Regions from separate parts of the Mus musculus genome. Here region 2 is linked to region 1. Evidence: chromatin contacts called from public promoter capture Hi-C data. All regions are on one chromosome and are shown on one strand. Each heading gives the region's core, a stretch centred on a gene start, on an enhancer-like site or on the middle of the called end of the contact. The rest is flanking DNA. Distances are from core to core; before and after follow the strand shown.

Region 1 (2,704 bases), core at 89-2,588:
TCATTTTCCAGTGGGGCTTGTGGCAGCTGTTCTACAAAAGGCCACAGAGCAGTTTCCTATGCTTCATAGAAGTCCAGAGCGGTGTGCAACATCTCCCTCACAGGCAAGTACGTTGCCAAATAGACCAGTCTTTCAATCCCCTAAAAACAATCTTGCTAAAGTCTAAGAAGATAAAAGAATAGCCAACCCCGTTCCCTCCCCGGGAGTGGCCGATAGCTAGATCTGACTTATTGTCCCGTCCTAGTGAAGCTGTCGCTTCCTGCCCTCATTGCTCCCTCCTGTCACCCTCTAGACAGCCTGGCTTCTGCAGGAGTGTCCACATTTACTGGAGAGCAGCAGGCACTTCCTGACTGGCTCTTTCCACACAAGGAACCTCTGTTTGCTTTGAGAGTACTGAACCTCTGAGTGTCCCGGCTAGTGAGCACAGAGCCCCCAGTGCTGGAACAGCTATTTTATGGACATATTTTTTTTTGAGCAATAAATTACAATATTGCCAGCCCGTTAAAAAGCAACACTGTTTACTGTATAATTTTTAAGAAAATATAATGTTTGTCAGGAATTCCTTTCAAGTAGTAGAGAATATACTATGGTATTTTTTTTCCTAAATATTATACGGTTCCCCTGGAGAGTGGTGGAGTAGTGTTAGGTAGGGGTCAGATATCTTACTTAGGAGGTTGTGTTTATTACACCTTTTGAATTCCTATGTGTACATCTGAGATACCAGTTGACTTGGATCCAATTTACAAAGAAAAAACAAAACAAAACAAAAAACAAACATACTAAAAAGTCACCATCTACTACAACATAACAAAAGAAAAAAAAAAACAAACAGAAAGAAAAAAAAAAAACCAGAGGAAAATGAATGTATCGGACTTGAAGGTTGCTAAATGGAATGTGGTTAGTTTGTGGCTAGCCTCAGTCAGCTTAAACAGATTCAAATCCAAGCCTTGAATCGGCTTTAGCCGGCCAGAGGTCAAATTGGGGTCTTTTGTTAGAGACCGTTCTGAGTAGCTGGAGGGCATGGGAGGTGGAAGAAGGCAAGGGTGACCGGATTGGAGGTTGCTATTGTCACAGTTTCAGAGTCTCCCTCCCGCAGCCCCCCACCCCCACTCCGGTTTTATTTTTATATTATTTTACTTTGTTCGCTGTTGTTGAATAGAAAGCTGAGCGAGACTGAGAGGAGAAGAAAGGGGAGGAGGGGGAGGGAGGGAGGGAGGGAGGGAGAGAGAGAGGGAGGAGCTAGAAGGTAGACGGCAGATGCAACCATTAGGCTGGCTGGCCCTCGCTGCCCTACCCCCCACCTCACTAACCCGTGGCCTCCACTCTGACCCACAGACAGAATACAAATGAGCGCTTCTCCGGGACAGGACACTAACTGGCAGTGGCCGGCTAGAGCTCAGGACATTTTCTAAGCAATTCACTAATCAGAAGTGACTGGGGCTCTGAAGAGAATACAGGCCAGCCTCGGTTCCGCCCTCCATGCTAATGATGAAGGCAGTCAAGTGGATAGTTAAGGGCAGCGAGGTGAATAATTCTAAACCGATCGTTGAAAGGTAATGAAATGCACTAGCGAGTTTGGGGGCAACAGATTTTTGTAGCAGGCATGGCTGTTTTCTGACGAGCCGGGTTTGCCTGAGTTTGCCTCTTCTGAGCATCGGAACCCTGACTTTAGGACGAATCGGTTTGGGAAAGGCTTGGGTGGCAGACAGGAGGGGATCTGGGATTAAGAATTCATGCAGCCTTGAAAACTCGCATAACTCCCAGAGGAAGGCACCTGTGACAAAAGAATTCATTGAAAACTGACAAAGCCTGCAAAACAAATGGAGAAAAGAAACAGAACTCATCACTTACCAAGATTATATATGTGAAAATCTATCATTTTGAAGACTAATAGTCATCTGGGTGTGGGAGCTACATGTAGACTTCATTTATTCTCTTTTCTTCTAATTTGAATTATACACAGACTCAAGTTGCCACCTCCCACCCCCACCCCCACCCCCAACACACACACTGTTTATGTAGTCCTGGGGACTGAACCCAGGATTTTGTGCAGGCCAGGCAAGCAGTCTACAGACTGGGTGACATCCCCAGCCCTTTTTATAATGAAAAACACAAAGATGCTAAAAAAGAAATTGGTGTGATGCAATTCTTACCCAGAATGTACAGATGCGAATTGACCTAATGCTAACCACTCGACTGACTTGGGCCAGCAGGGAATCTGCGCAGGTGACCCTTTGCTGCAGATGTTAGAAGTCCTAGCAGCCCCCTCTGATGCAAAGGTTTTCTTTATGAAACTCTCACTATAAGTGAATCGCCTTGGTTTTCCTTTCCTTAAAGTTTAAGAGATAACATCAGAGACAGATTTGGGTTTCTGTGTTCTCCTAAAGGCACTATCAGCTTCTACTTGTATTAATCTGTTTTGTTTTGCTATAATAAAATACTCAACACTGGGTAACCACACACACACACACACACATATACATATACATATATAGTTTCAAGGGCATGGTACTGACATCTGCTTGAACCCATAAGATAAGGATACGGTGAATGGTGTATGAGCATGTGCATATGTGTGTGTGTGTGTGTGTGTGTGTGTGTGTGAGAGAGAGAGAGAGAGAGAGAGAGAGAGAGAGAGAGAGAGAGAGAGAGAGGGAGAGGAAGAGGAATAGGGAGAAGGAGAGGGAAAGAGAACACATTGCCA
Region 2 (2,704 bases), core at 57-2,556, 500 kb before region 1:
GCTTTAGGCAGGTGACAGCCACCGAGGGAGGCACAGTCAGTTTTCTACAGCTATGTGGAGCACAGTAGACACCCATGAAGCTCTTCTCTCTCTCTCTCTCTCTCTCTCTCTCTCTCTCTCTCTCTCTCTCTCTCTCTCTCTCTCTCTCTGTGTGTGTGTGCCTGAGTGGGGGTGGGGTGGGGTGTGAGCCCATGCCTGTGCCTATGTGTCCCTTGAGGAGAGGGAGGGAGTAGTCATCTAAATACATTGTATTCTATTCATATTGGAAGTTACCAAAGGTGGATGGGGGGGGGGGCAGCGGCAACAGAGTAAAAGTGTTACATAGTGCAACCTACTATTATCATTTTAAGAAAGGAAAACAGCTCAGAGCTCAGAGGCCAAGTAACTATTGACATTGTGCGGGGCACTGTAGCCAACTCAATCATATTTGCTCCTGCATTACTACTGCTCCCTTATCATGGACAGGGTCTTAAATCTGATGGGCCCTCAAGTCCGTGGTCTTTAGGGCCCATCTCACAGAGTTCTGAGATGAGGTCTAGTTATTATTTGTAATTCAAACCGTTCACAGGTGATGTCGATCCTACAATTCAAGAACCACTAGGCTAACCTACCAGAGTCCCCTCCTTGTCTGTCTTCTGTGTAGCACCTGATGACAATAACACTTCCTCCTCCTCAGACATGGGATGGAGTTGTAGTAAGTAACTCTCTCATCCTTTGGTAGGTTGCTAACGGCCACAGAACTTTACGTTTCCCACAGCCCATCCCTGGTACTTTTCCATTCTCCCTGGCCAGAATCATTCTTTTGCTTTGGGTTTCAACATGCTGGTAAGTTTTTCCATTTTTCCTCTTAATATCGTGAGGATTTAAGATTTAAGGTGCCAAGCAATTTTGGGAAAATGGTTCTCCATTCCCCTTCCCACACTACATGCTATCCCTCATACTGAATTCTTTGTCTCGAATGACTTCACCTTCTAACCACATTCCACACACAGGGTGACTCTGGGCCCTTCTAACCCAGTCATTCAGTTTCGTCAGTTTCTGGTCACTTCTCTCTGGCACTGCCTGAGTGTCTACTTCGCCTGGCTGAACACCTTTCTAATGGGTTTCTAGTGTTGACCCTGATTCTCCGCAGTGCACTTATAGTGTTCTCGCCAAACAGAGTTACATTATGCCATTCCTATGATAAACCCTTCCTCTACCCTCCTCGTTGCTTTTAGGATAAAGTGCAAACTCCTTGGCATGCTGAAAGGTTCTGGTTAACAATCTGGTTAAAGTCCTTCTCTAGCCTGATCGCCTAACTTTGCCCTCTTTATTTTTGAGCTCCAGTCGAGTAAGTGTTCTTTACCTTCCATAGTGTATGCTTCCCAGCAGTGTGCAATCTGGCCTCTTTCCTGGAACCCACCCTCCTCCCCCAGCCACCTCTGATGGCTAGTACAAGATGCAGATCACATGACATGTAAGGAGGGCCACTCTGGTTCTCTGCCAGTTGTTGTTGTTTTGATCTTTGGGTCCCTGGTTGTTTTCACATCTTGCTCCCTCTCCTAGCATGACCTCTGCTTAGCACTTTGTAACCTCACCTTGTTTGTATTGTTTCCCCTTAACCTATACTCTGTAGCTTTATACACAGTGTGTTTAAGGGACAGACGAGTCTGTGGAAAGGGCACAGAGCTGCACTTGGGTCCAAGTCCTAGCTCTGGCTCTCAGGAGCTCCATGTTAGTCAGCAGTAAAGGCAGGCAGAGCCACACTTGAGGGAGGACAGGGAAGCGAGCAGCTATCTGGTGGCTCTGAACATCTGCTTGTACTTGTATTGGCCCGATGCTTCGCTTGTACCCCAGGTGTTGGCCAAAATGACCTCCTGCCTTTCAAGTTTAAGGACTCAGGGAAGTGTCCTATCCCCAAGTTCACAGGAGCAGGAGTTTTAAAGGTTGGTGGGAAGCTTGCCACATCACAGTGCCCTTCAGACCGCAGAACTGAAATCATGTTTCCGTGCTATGTGGTTATATTTCAGGCTCTTTCCAACACCTAATAAGATTTTTCATATTTTACTTTCTTTCATCTAGAAAAGAATAAGCGAGAATATCTACTAGGAAGCAAGGAAATTTAAGTGCCCTCTTTAAATATGATTTCAAGAGAATTACTTTATTATGTTATTTTCCCCGACTTGCCATCCATTCATGCAGGTCCATTGTAAAGAGGGAGGCCTTGGCCTGAAGCCTTGGCAGTGACTCCTCTCTCTGCTAGATAGAGTGCAAACAGCAACGTCTACTCATGCTGGACAGCGATGATGCATTATCTGCAGAATTAATACAACAAGGCAACATTTGTGGCGCTTTAAATAATTGGAAAAAGAAAAAGAAAAAGAAAAGGAGGTCAGGCCTGAATCAGCAAGCGCTCTCACCTACTCTGCTTTCAAGGCCTCTTTCTCTATTCAGTGCCCGAGACAGGCAGAAGGAAAAAAAAAAAAAAACCTGCCGGGAAAGTCTCTCGATTCCAGTGAAAACTGTACAAAGGAGAAACTGTGCCCGCAAGTGAGGACGGACAACTCCGGATGCACTGTGAGGGGCGTCTCCACTCTGAAACCCTGGCCTTATATTTATAGCACGTTCTGTTTCCCAGAGTGCATTTCTCTCATCATAATCCCGACAGTCTGAAAAGAGGTCGTCTCTGCTTCTTGGCCGGGGAGACCAAGGCGTTCAAGTGTTG

The links. Promoter capture Hi-C pulls out the DNA fragments that hold promoters and counts their contacts.
Region 2: a promoter capture Hi-C map of liver shows a contact between it and region 1, with 2.4 times the contacts expected there. The contact joins two enhancer-like sites. A contact is called at or near these places in 2 of 39 promoter capture datasets (liver and stem cell-derived epiblast-like cells).

Annotation. Positions count from the first base shown.
Region 1 is chr5:64,646,250-64,648,953 of GRCm38.p6, reverse strand. No RefSeq gene overlaps it. Among named protein-coding and RNA genes, the nearest start is that of Gm3716, 37 kb to the right of the region's middle. Within about 2 kb of position 1,338, at least 134 of the 459 cell types and tissues checked have an H3K27ac peak or open chromatin away from gene starts, as enhancers often do. A contact at or near this core is called in liver, where this site is marked.
Region 2 is chr5:65,149,128-65,151,831 of GRCm38.p6, reverse strand. The region is part of intron 5 of Klhl5 (kelch-like 5); the gene reads right to left. Among named protein-coding and RNA genes, the nearest start is that of Klhl5, 19 kb to the right of the region's middle. Within about 2 kb of position 1,306, at least 17 of the 459 cell types and tissues checked have an H3K27ac peak or open chromatin away from gene starts, as enhancers often do. A contact at or near this core is called in liver, where this site is marked.